2 separate regions of the Zea mays genome follow, and region 1 is linked to region 2. Evidence: chromatin contacts called from public Hi-C data. All regions are on one chromosome and are shown on one strand. The core of a region is the stretch at or near the end of the contact, and the rest is flanking DNA. Distances in the headings are between cores, read along the strand shown.

What was found. A called contact is a pair of places that touch in the nucleus more often than the background predicts.
Region 1: a Hi-C map of tassel shows a contact between it and region 2, with 2.3 times the contacts expected there. The contact joins the enhancer-like site here to the promoter of LOC100382361 in region 2. A contact is called at or near these places in 3 of 25 Hi-C or Micro-C datasets (ear, endosperm and tassel).

Annotation. Positions count from the first base shown.
Region 1 is chr4:36,567,648-36,574,336 of Zm-B73-REFERENCE-NAM-5.0, reverse strand. No RefSeq gene overlaps it. Among protein-coding and RNA genes, the nearest start is that of LOC103653092, 55 kb to the left of the region's middle. Within about 2 kb of position 1,941, at least 12 of the 20 cell types and tissues checked have an H3K27ac peak or open chromatin away from gene starts, as enhancers often do. A contact at or near this core is called in ear and tassel, where this site is marked.
Region 2 is chr4:36,498,609-36,505,064 of Zm-B73-REFERENCE-NAM-5.0, reverse strand. LOC100382361 (Chaperone protein dnaJ A6 chloroplastic) reads left to right here and starts at 5,145. Exons shown (of 8, transcript NM_001175106.1): 1 at 5,145-5,319; 2 at 5,693-5,851; 3 at 5,939-6,077; 4 at 6,167-6,224. The coding sequence starts at 5,724.

The DNA.
Region 1 (6,689 bases), core at 692-3,191, 72 kb before region 2:
ACCGGCTAGTTCATGCCATATCCGGACGGTCCGGCGTAAGGTATCGGACGGCCCGCGACATATCCGAACGGTCCGATATAAGGTACCGGATGGTCCACGACATGTCCAAATGGTTCGGCATAAGGTACCAGACGGTCCACGACATATTCGAACGGTCCAGCGTAATGTATTGGACGGTCCGCGATAGGGTCGAATTATCGGGGGTTGTACCCGGATGATCCGGCCATGCATGGTGCGACCTGAGCGATCTGTGTGCAGGCCTGTGTCGGGTCGGACGGTCCGATAAAATGCGCCGAATGGTCCACGATGTAGCCAAATTGTCTGAAATGATGCTCGGACGGTCGGGTCGAGTCCAGAACCTGTCGCGTGCCTAGTGACGGCGGCTGCGATGGTGACGCGACCGCATGCATCGGCATACCATATGATGGCTTGGCCAAGGGTGACCCATTTGTAGCCGATGTGCTCGGTGCGGGTGGCTCTGTATTAGACTCACGTGACTGAAAACTAGGAACAGTTGATTTCTCATATGAACGTATATGCATTTTAATAGATTCATCTACATATTGTTTTAACTGATCTCCTCGTTGATCCATAAAAGTCGTAAGAGATACATCTGGAGCACTTACAGCAGGACCCTGAAGCGGAGATAGGAGAGATTCCATATCGATCTCCCCTTGACAGATGATCTTCTGCTAGCGATCCACCGTGAAGTGTGACAAGTACTTTTCCGCCGCCTCTTTGCGTCGTTCGGAGAGTTTATGCAGTAGTTCCGCCTCCTCCTTGTCACGTTGTTCGTTCCATTGCCACATCACCTCCTTCTCGCGCATCACGAGGTCCTCAAAGGGTCATTGGCCATCAGCCGAGAGTGCCTCCATGGCCGGCTTGATGATGTTGGTGGTGGAGATCTTGGTGTGATCCTTAGAACCGACCATCTATGGGCTGATTTTTAGTAGATCTAGACACCTAGTCCCCAGTGGAGTCGCCAAAAAGTGTGTTGGCGCCGATCGAGCGCCAAACACGGGAACGGATCGCCTAGCGGGGCTCTCCGCGGAGGCACAGACGGTCCGCGACACAGGGTCGGACGGTCCGCAACCTGGCGCAGGAGCGACTGCTCCTCTGCACACATTCGGACAGTCCGCGCTTGGGGCCAGATGATCCGCGATAGCGTAGAGGGTCTTCTTCTCTGCAAAGAACCCTAGAACTCGCCCTGGGAGATATCCCATCGAGGGGGAGAGTTCCAAGGGGTTGCTCTGGGTCGGCAGGCCGCCCGATGCTCCTCTAATTGGCGTAGAGCTGAGTAGAGATTATTGTGGAAGACTAAACTAGATCTAATCCTAAGGTTAAATTACTCCTACTCCTAGGAATTGGAAAAACGGAAAGGGGAGGTCTGGACCCGTTACAAGCTAATCTCCCGAGTTAATTCCGCGAATTTAGCTAACAACCATAGCAAGAAACTCGGAACCCTAACTGGCTCTATGCGCGCGCAGACCGTCCGCGTTACTGTTGCGGACTATCCGTCCTGCCTATTTTGGTGCTCAACAGGGGGGTGGAGAGAGCGAAGAGCGGTTGGTCGTAGGGGTGGAGGGCCCAATATTGCTTAGTGTTGCTTGAGCAATACCATAGCCTAACACAAGAAAGGATCAACAATAAAAATGCTAATGTCTAACCTAAGTAACGGCCATCTGTTCACGTGTCTGCTCACGTACTCTCCCTCTGCCGAGCGCCGCCGCCAAGCAAGCCGCTGACGCATTGTCGTCGGTCATGGTCACCGTGTTGCCGGTGCAGCGCTGGAGAACGGTCACCCGAGCTCTGCATTAGACCACCATGACTCTATGGCCTATTTTGCATGCGCTCTAGCCGTCCGACACACGTACGCAGTCCCCCTCCGGGCTCTGGCCCACTATTGAGCCACCGACGCTCCTGTCCTACCGAGCTCCGGCCAAGGCCGCTGGCCAAGCTCTACCCCACGTGGTCGCGTCTCCTCCTACACCTAGGCTGAGCTGGCCAATCTCCTATTGCTTCCGGCCAGCCACATAGGCCATGCTCCACCAACGCCCAGGCCTAGGTACCTAGCTCCACTAGCTTTGGCCGTGTTCCACCATCTGTGCCTCCGCACCATAGTCCATCTGCGCCTACTCCAAGCTCTATTCTGCTGCTCCGCACGTTGATCAAACATAGGGAAAGAAGGTAATTTTCCACATTTGTCACTTATTTTGTAGATATGAATTGCTTTAAACTATATTGTAAATTTTCTTTCGTCGTCGCGTTAGCATCACCTTAATTTTGATGCATCCTCCGCCACTGGTTGGTTGTGAGCGGAGGAACTAGGATGGGCAGAACCAGGAGGCAGCCTACCCCTCAGGTATCCGTTTATTGCAACAGACCAACGTAATACAAAATATTCAACAAAATAGAACACCACATATATTATCGATCTCAATAAGGAGATTTACAAGCTACAATTATGCATGCCAAATGCAGAGCTTACATATGCTAGTTCATGTACATAGCTCAAATAAGGCATAGCAATGTGATTGTTGATGAGAGCACCAATCTATGGCTGATGGACATATCAACCATGGTTCGTCAGGATCAAATGCTAATATATATACTTCACAGTTTATCTCAAATCAGTGCGAAGTGTAAGCGTAACAGATTGGGATTTAACTTTCTTATATTAGTCAACGCGTGCAGGCTCAACAAAAAGACGAAATGAACTCGAAGATTCATCTTCGCTTGCATCCACCAAACTGAATATGCAAAGAAACGAAGCAAAAATGCAACTTTCTATTCGCGTTGCAGCATGCAAGCTTACACCATAAGGACTTGAGTCTTGAGCACGAAGCCACACAAAAATCAATACCATAGCTCGTACAATTAAATTATCTAGAAACGAGTCCAAAAGAACATGCCCAACAGTTCACCTAAGGACGTCTAAACACAGCGGAGGCATGCAAGTAAAGTTCATAAAAGCCACAGTGTGACAAGTGCGAGATGACCTGGACTAAGCGGGTCAACCTGGGTGAGATTTATGTTATTCTTGGGCAGGTCCCTTGAAATGCTCAACAAAATCTCCACCATCTTTTTCGCATCGTTGTCTTCATAGATAATTTCAATAAGCTTGAGGTTATTGCACCAGACGTTAAACTGGTTCAGACACCCCTCGCTCAACCATGCCTTTTTTCTTTATTTTTATTGGGATCTTTTGAGAACTGTTCACATCACAGAAAATATACAACAATGAACTAAAGAATTAGTCGAAGAAAGTTTGCCAACGACATGTGGAAGTTGTCACTAATTACTTTTTTCCAATAACAAGGTCAAAAGATTCTAGGAATTCTTCATGGATCACCTAGAATTAGTTGACTTTGAGAGAGTCTGGACACTAAGTTGCTTTAGCTTTCGGACTTAGTCAGACAACAATGTTGAAAGGGGTGGTCTAGAATTATCTACACTTGCCCAAAGATACATTAACAAACATAACGACATGCATATCTTGCTATATAGCAGTACCAAATAGTAAGCCAAACTTAGTCGTTCACTATAGGATAATATGCAAGCTGACAACAATGATAGATCATATAAGGAGAAAATTCCAGAAATTACAAGTGGAATCAAGAATGCACAAATATATTACATGTATGTCTATGCCAATATAAATCATAGAATAGGGTTGCTAGTAGCACTGGAGCCAATCATGGTAATTTCACAACAATGTTAGATCAAGCAAGCAGAGTATATGAACTGTTAAATTTCCTATACTTTAAAGCCGGATGGAAACGGCTTCTGTCCTGCGTCCACGTCTGCACGAAAGAGCTCATTCGTCCGATTTCAAGGCAACGTCTGCGGGAACAAGCCACATGACCCATCTGCATGAAGGAGCTCATTCGTCCGATTTCAAGGCAACGTCTGCGGGACCTTCAAGCCACATGACCCGTGCAACATATCACTACCGGACACAGCTCCTTTACCGAGTGTCTCGGACACTCGACAAAGGCTATTTTACACTCGGCAAAGGCTTTGCCGAGTGTAACACTCGGCAAAGAACGCTCGGCGAACTGTACATCGGCAACGGCCTCTTTGCCGAGTACTTTTTGTCGGGCACTCGACAAAGAATTTGCCGAGTGCCATTTGACACTTGGCAAAGAAAAGTCACCGTCACGGCGCCAAGTGACGGTGACGGATCCTTTGCCGAGTGTCTTCTTTGGCACTCGGCAAAGAGGCCAATTTTGCCGAGTGTCTGCTATCACGGCCCTCGGCAAAAACGGCTCCAGTGGGCCCCACCGCCAGTCCCTGTGCCGAGAGCTCTCGTAGGCACTCGGCAAAGGAGGCTTCTTTGCCGAGTGTCTAGTGGACTGACACTCGGCAAAGAGTCATCCAGTGGGCCCCTTTGCCAGTCCCTTTGTCGAGTGCCTTGACCACATCACTCGGCAAAGATGGCTTTTGTGACACCCCAGTGTCACCTAGGGTTTCTCTCAAAATGCCAAACCAAGAACCATTATTTTATGTGAACCAAAGTAAGCATGAGCATCAAATAAAGAATTCACCAAGTATATACTTAAAAGTATCATGAGCAAAACAATTGAGTCTTTTAAAAAAGGGTAAGAATGTGTAACCCTAATAAAAACCCTAAGTGAGCCCCATAAGCAAAATTCGAGAAAATAAGAAAAAGAGGATGAAAAGTTTAAAATTATGACTTGAGCCAATTATAAAAATTGAAGTATATTTAATGAGCAACAAGAAAGGTTGAGAAAGCTTAGCCAAAATAACTCAAATAAAACCTCAAATCAAGCTTCTCATGTGGGGACTTAATGGGAATTCTGAATTTCAGAATTCTGAAAATCAGACCTTGAGCCAAAGATCAGGGATGTTCACCTTGATCCCTAACTCGAATCATAATGGCCCCATTAACAAAATTGTGTCTAACTAACCCCTCTGTCGTGTGCCAGAAGATGGCATTGGGACGCGAGCCCTAGACACGACAAAACCTTGGATTTGCCTCGGGTTTGAGCAGGGAGACAGACCGGATTTCCTGGCTCCATATCTCTGCAACCAGTAGGCAAAATCCTATGACCCCCACACAAGAATGGTAGCTTGTAGGGAGGAGAAGAGGTTTTGTGCACTGACCAAGGCGAGAGCAGGCTCGGATGAGCGACCACACGCGCCAGAACTTGGGCAGAACGCACGAGCACACGTGTTCGACCCTGGTCAGCACGCCAGAGCTCGCCCAACCCGCGCGCGCGCTCGCCCCGGCGTCTGGTCAAGTCCGCCGCGCGCCCTCGCCCTCGGCCGTGCCCGCCCGCGCCTATAAAGCCTCCCCGGGCGCGCCTCACTTCGCCCCGCACTCACCCTCACCGGCCAGCCCCCTCTCCTTAGCTCCGGCGAGCTCATTTCCGCCCGCCATTGCCGCCAGAGCTTCGGCCATCGTGGACAGCCCACTCCAGCCATCCTCAAGTCGAGCCAGTGCTTCGGCTAGCTCCGCCAGTAGCCCGTGAAGCTTGCCAAGCCCTCGGACCCGGCCAGACTTCACCGGAGGCCCGAGATCGACCTCACCGGACTTCGGTCTTCCGCCACCGCGCGTGGACCGAGCTATCCAGTGAGTCTCCGACCAGTTCCTTGCACCCATATCTTCTCTGGCATCCCGTGAACCTCTCTGACCCATCCAATTGCTCTATCTCGCCGTGACCAGGCCGGCCTCCTCGCCGCCGACGAGCATCCCCGCCTGCGTGCGTGGACCGACCGACTCCGGCCATCTCCGACGGCGACCCGCACACCGTTGTGATCCTCGAGACCTCCCCTACGTCCTCGACCACTTCACCGGAGCAATCTCGCCGCCGGTAAGCCCCTCCGCCCTTTCTTCCGCCGCGATTACTGTTTAAAATAGAAGAAGGACCTCGGGTTAGGATTTGTAGAACCCGAGGGGTTTTCTGCAACGTCAGTGACTCATGTCAATAGTAGCTTAAGGACTGATCCGCGAAGAATACTTAAAAACCCGCCAGGGACCCCAGTGCAAAGTGGATTTCCATTAAACCAATTCTGTTTTTCTTTTTAAAAATGACAAGAGAACTTAGAAAACCCATAACTTGATGAATTCTTCATAAAAAGTTGCCAAACCAATTTTGCTAGCTCCTGAATATTATGAACTATCTTTTAAAAATGATAAACCCTATGCTTTCTGTTCTAAATTTTAGAATTTAAAATTAAAAACAGAAACCCACCAAACCTTGTTTAATTAAGGAAAATTAGTTTTTCATCTGTGCTGAACTTAAGAAAATTTGTAGATGATCAAACCTCATTTAGACACTGTTTAAAAATAGTAGGAACCCCAGCATTAGAAATTATGATGTAGTTATTCATTTAAAACTATTCTGCCCAGAACTTAGGAAAAATCAGAAAGGCATTAGAAATTAATGAACAGTGATTAAAATTATTTTTCCTAGTTTGCTTAAGTAACAGAGAACCTAGGAAAAATACAGAGACCATTAACTCAGACCAGTTTTAATTTAAAATGTTTTGTTTAGCCTTATATGGACTGAAAATCAATTATTAAAGTAGCAAAACTATAACCAAAATGGGTCATAAAAATCCAGTGGACTTACAACCACCAGAGCCCCACTACAAAAATAAAGAACACCTCAGCCCAACTTTTTAAGTAAGGAAAATAAATATAAAGTGATAATAAGGCATTT
Region 2 (6,456 bases), core at 3,896-6,395:
TGTGTGGTGGTCCTTGCGGGGAGGTTTTGCTCCCGGTTGATTTGAGAAGAGAAAGCTCACTCGGTCGGAGGGACCGTTTGAGAGAGGGAAAGGGTTGAAAAAGACCCGGCCTTTGTGGCCTCCTCAACGGGGAGTAGGTTTACAAGAACCGAACCTCGGTAAAACAAATCCACGTGTCACACTCTTCATTTGCTTGCGATTTGTTTTGTTCCCTCTCTCGCGGACTCGTTTATATTTCTAACACTAACCCGGCTTGTAGTTGTGATTATTTTTGAGAATTTCAGTTTCGCCCTATTCACCCCCCTCTAGGCGACTTTCAGGGAGAAATGTTGATTATGGGAAAAGGGGGAGTTTTTGAAATCTTGAATCAATTTCTCTTGTAATGACTCTCTTTATGTTTCAACATGTGTGTTTGACTTAGAGATAGAAATTTGAGTTTGATTTGCAAAAACAAACCAAGTGGTGGCAAAGGATGATCCATATATGCCAAAAATGAATCAAAACAAATTTGAGTTCTTATTTGAATTGATTTTGTACTTGTTCTACTTGCTTTATGTTGTGTTGGCATAAATCACCAAAAAGGGGGAGATTGAAAGAGAAATGTGCCCTTGGGCCATTTCTAAATGTTTTGGTGATTTAGTGTCCAACACAAATGCCTAAGTATAAAATGGTGGATAAAGTACAAATCAAGGATAAAGGTATGTTTCTCAGACTTAATACATTGTTTTAGAGACTAATGTATTGTGTCTAAGTGCTGGAAACAGGAAAAATCGAATTGGAATTGTCTTGGCTCGAGCAGCCAAGACTCTGCTCAGTCTGGGAGCACCGGACTGTCCGGTGCGCCAGGCTGGCTCGAGCGAACTGGCCGCTCTCGGGAATTCACCGGCGACGTACGACTATAATTCACCGGACTGTCCGATGTGCACCGGACTGTCCGGTGAGCCAACGGTCGGCCGCGCGATCTGCGCGGGACACGTGACCGAGCCAACGGCTAGAAGGGGGCACCGGACTGTCCGGTGTGCACCGGACATGTCCGGTGCGCCAACGGCTCCCAAATCTGCAACGGTCGGCTTCGCCATTTAAGGAAAGAAATCGGGCACCAGACATTGTCCGGTGTGCACCGGACTGTCCGGTGCACCAGGCGACAGAAGGCAAGATTTGCCTTCCTGGAATGCTCTCAACGGCTCCTAGCTGCCTTGGGGCTATAAAAGGGACCCCTAGGCGCATGGAGGAACACACCAAGCATCCTCTAAGCATTCCTAAGCACTAAGACATCGATTCCACGCCTTTGATTCTGTGCGATAGCAATTAGAGCTCTAGTTGAGTTGTGAACTCATTGAGTTGTGTTGTGAGCTCTTGTTACGACTTGTGTGCGTGGTGGTGCTGTGATTTCTTGTCTTGAGTGTGTTGCTTATCCCTCCCTTACTCCGTGCTTCTTTGTGAACTTCAAGTGTAAGGGCGAGAGGCTCCAAGTTGTGGAGATTCCTCGCGAACGGGATTAAAAAAACAAAGCAAAACACCGTGGTATTCAAGTGGGTCTTTGGACCGCTTGAGAGGGGTTGATTGCACCCCTCGTCCGTTGGGACGCCACAACGTGGAGTAGGCAAGCGTTGGTCTTGGCCGAACCACGGGATAAACCACTGTGCCATCTCTGTGATTGATCTCTTGTGGTTATTGTGTTTTGTTGAGACTCCTCTCTAGCCACTTGGCATTATTTGTGCTAACACTTAACCAAGTTTTTGTGGCTTAAGTTTCAAGTTTCACAGGATCACCTATTCACCCCCCCTCTAGGTGCTCTCACTCTAATGAAGCACCGGGCTCTGATACCAATTGAAAGTCGCCTAGAGGGGGGTGAATAGGGAGAATCTGAAATTTACAAACTTAATCACAACTACAAGCCGGGCTAGCGTTAGAAATATAATCGAGTCCAAGAGAGAGGGTGCAAAACAAATCGCAAGCGAATAAAGAGTGTGACACGCGGATTTGTTTTACCGAGGTTCGGTTCTCGCAAACCTACTCTCCGTTGAGGTGGTCACAAAGACCGGGTCTCTTTCAACCCTTTCCCTCTCTCAAACGGTCCCTCGGACCGAGTGAGCTTGTCTTCTCAAATCAATTGGGAACCAAACTTCCCGCAAGGACCACCACACAATTGGTGTCTCTTGCCTTGTTTACAATTGAGATGATCGCAAGAACGAATGAGAAAAAGAAGCAATCCAAGCGCAAGAGCTCAAAAGAACACAACAAATCTCTCTCACTTAACGCTAAAGCTTTTGTGGAATTGGGAGATGATTTGATCACTTAGGTGTGTCTAGAATTGAATGCTTAGAGCTCTTGTAAGTAGTTGGAAGGTGGAAAACTTGGATGACTTGAATGTGGGGGTGGTTGGGGTATTTATAGCCCCAACCACCAAACTAGCCGTTTGGTGGAGGCTGCTGTCGTATGGCGCACCGGACAGTCCGGTGCGCCACTGGACAGTGTCCGGTGCGCCAGCCACGTCACCAGGCCGTTGGGTTCCGACCGTTGGAACTCTGACTTGTGGGCCCGCCTGGCTGTCCGGTGGCGCACCGGACAAGTCCTGTAGATTGTCCGGTGTGCCACCTGCGCGTGCCCTGTCCTCTGCGCGCGCAGGCGCGCATTTAATGCGTTGCAGTCGACCGTTGCGCGCGAAGTCGTCGTTGCTCCGCTGGCTCACCGAACAGTCCGGTGTGCACCGGACATGTCCGGTGAATTATAGCGGAGCGGATTCCCGAAGCTGGAGAGTTCAGAGTCGCTCTCCTCTGGGGCACCGGACACTGTCCGGTGGTGCACCAGATAGTCCGGTGAATTATATCGAAGCACCTCTGAGAATTCCCGAAGGTGAAGAGTTCAGCTTGGAGTCCCCTGGTGCACCGGACACTGTCCGGTGGCACACCGGACAGTCCGGTGCGCCAGACCAGGGCACACTTCGGTTGTCCCTTGCTCTTTTTGTTGAACCCTTTTCTTGGTCTTTTTATTGGCTAAGTGTGAACTTTTGGCACCTGTATAACTTATAGACTAGAGCAAAACTAGTTAGTCCCATTATTTGTGTTGGGCCATTCAACCACCAAAATCAATTAGGAAATAGGTGTAAGCCTAATTCCCTTTCACTAACCCGGCTTGTAGTTGTGCTTAAGTTTATAAATTTCAGATTCGCCCTATTCACCCCCCTCTAGGCGACTTTCACTTCTGGAGCCTACCAACGAAGAGAAAGTTGAAGATTTTGAGATTTATTTATTATTTAGAAATTCTTGCGGCTACATGTAGTGTAACAAAAAAAAGTGCAACGATTAGTAGACATAATAATTATACAATCAATAATTATTAAAAATAATATACACGGGTCGTAATTTTTGCAACAGTGGACGACGTCCTGTAGAAAATAAAAACAAATAAAAACTGGTAGTTGAGTTAGTTGAAGAGAAATGTATATAATAATAGTATGGTGGGGTATAAGGGTTGATTTAGAGTGAACCGTTGTACATAATAGAGATATAGACGGAGAGAGAACGCCGATGTGGTATGTGAGTAGGATATAGATGAAGAAATATAGAATTATAGAGTGAACCGTAGAAGATATTCTTACCCACCCGCGGGTGCAGAGACCCGACCATGCCCCGCCTTGCCCCCACCTCCGCCTCCGACCCAACTACGGTAGCATATCCACGCGCCTCAGCGCCGCTCCACCCGCATTGATGACATGGACAGGATCTCCAACCCACCCGCGACTGTTGCTCTACCCGCATCAGCGACATGGACGATATATCCAACCCACCCGCGACTGCTGCTCCACCCGCATCGACGACATGCACGAGATCTTCACCCCGCCATCAGCGCTCGCGTCCCCTCTCCCCCCAACGTTGTGATGCCCGCCACCGCACGCGATGCCACCCCCTCCTGCCACACCCACCCACCCTCTCTCGTGGACACGGATCTTAGCATGAGCCTTTGCAGATTGGATCTGCCATGATGGACCTTCAAGTTGTTTCTCAGTTGAGGACCAAGTTGTGGAGGGAGAGGAAGCTCAACGTTGGGTACCACGCCGGCAACAACAACGAGTAGGATGGCCAAGTGCGCCGTCGTGGAAGTCAACAATAGGGCAGTTGCAGTAAGCATCCATACCATGATACCAGTCTCCACTCTCCCCCTTTTTTATTGCTCTCCTACTACTGAAAGCTGGCCTTAATAACTCCAGAGCCTTCTAGATAGAACATGGGAAGCTTCTTTATGCGTAGTTCTAACATAGAAACTACATATGTTATGGTAGACAACTCTATAGATTAGGCACATCATTATGCCCTCCTGTTTTTTTTCTGCATTCCCTAATCAAGATATCATCACGTCATATTTAGAAGCCAAAATCCTTCTTTCTCATAATATAGGCTGCAAAATGTACATATTATCATAATAAAATGGAATGCCCACGTACCACCACTTGAATTCTTGTGATTATCGTTAAAATGAAAGAGGTTATGGTAAGAGGTACATTTTGCAAGCTGCTCGAGCATGCCAATTTCTATCATTGCAGCACCCATGTACTTCTTAATGTCGTAATGATTTTGATAGTCACCATTTCTTTCCTTTCTTTGTCCCAACACTCCAACATCGGACCAAAAGGTACATTCAGTTACAAACATAATGTGTTGTATGTATTGCATAGCATGTCCAATACAAGGGTAATCAATTATTTCAGAACACATGCCATCCGAACTAACCTCCCATTTTTGCATTGATCTTGTATGCAAACGTTGAAAACAATCTATCTATATCTATACTACTCTAATAAGAACCTAATGTAGGCACTGGTGCTACCACGGTTTCACCTTCCCACACCCAGAAAAATAGTGCAGAACGAGCATTTGAACCCACACCATTCTACTCAAAAAATTTGGGGGCTAACCACCACACCACACATATCTTACTGTTTAGAAATAAACAAAAATTATATTTGTAGCCTATGCGCCGCTCCCCACGCTCTCTTGTCTCGTGGCAACGCACGGACATATAACTAGTAGATAGTATATAAAGATATAAAAGAAAAAAAAGAAATGAGACGGATCTTCCAAAAGTACCCTCGATCTCCAACCGGTTCACCACTCACCACTCAACAGCCCTCCCCTCTCATCATCTCCTCCCCCCGCACCTGCACAGCCTCTCCCGCCGCGCGCCGCCTCCGCGCGCCATCCAGACGCCAGTGCGCGTCGCGGTCCGCTGCCCGCGGTGCGTTCACCCTCTCCCCATCTCCCTTTTCCTCTCCCGCGCGCCCTTCCCTACGCGCCTCCGCCGGCGACGAGTGCCCACCAGGTACGCCCCGCTCCTCTCTTCCCCTCGCGCTGCTAGGAAAGGAGCGCCCCAAACCCTATAGTAATAAGTTGCCTGTATTCGGATCTGACCTTACCAACGAGTACACACATGGATGATACCTACTATTCCTTGCCAAAAAAAACTATCGGGTACATGTCATGCCTGGGTCGGCCCCTGCGTTGTGGCGTGGTTCTCCAATGAAAGTATGAGACCACGTCTGTTTCTGGGTTCTGAATTACAACTCATGTCTCGTCATTAGTAGATAGTTTGTTATGCAAGAACGTCTGATCTAACTGACACCTGGTCACCTGCATTCCTGGAATGCCTAATGTATGTAGCGAAGCTCTTGACTCTGCCTCCCGTCATATTTCAGCTGGTGTTACACACGTGTAACAATACATTACATGGCGCTAGTACAGTTCAATGGTGCCTTGCTTCCCCAACTCGGTGAAAAACCTCGGCCGCTATCCTCGCCGCCTGCAGTTGCAAGGGCTACCTATGCCGATGCAAGGTTCCTGGCACCGAAAACCAGGTATGCCTGCACAATTCGGATAGTATTTGGTAGGTACCATGTAGTTAACTTTAGGAAACTAAGTTTGTTTCTACTGTCTCTGTGCAGTTCAAGAGGTAGAGGTAAACACCTGCTATCACCTAGTTATAGTTTGCATTCACAGACCTCTTCTGAACAAATAAACCATGTACCGTCGTCAAGATCTCGCCAGAAAAGGGGCTCAAGTTTTGTCGTCAGAGCTGAAGCTGTGAGCTATTCTTTTGTCTTCCTGTTTTGCTTACATTATTGCTTCAAAATGTCTTCCGTTCTTACTTGGATTTAAATATCAAATGACAGGATTTCTATAACGTACTTGGTGTCTCAAGAAATGCTAGTAAATCTGAAATCAAGAGCGGTTGGTATCTTCTGTTTAGTTGATCATGCTGTTGATGTTTTCCACTTGATCGTTATGTGTTAGAGGAATTCATTACCTTGATTTTATCTGGTTGTGGTTGTCATGTAATATGCCATGCAAAAACTTGCGACTTTTCACTTTGTCAGAACCCAGATTTACTCAAAGTCCATCTTCCATACTCCCACTTCAATGCTGCTCCAATAATACAGTGCACTTTTAAAAATAAAACCAA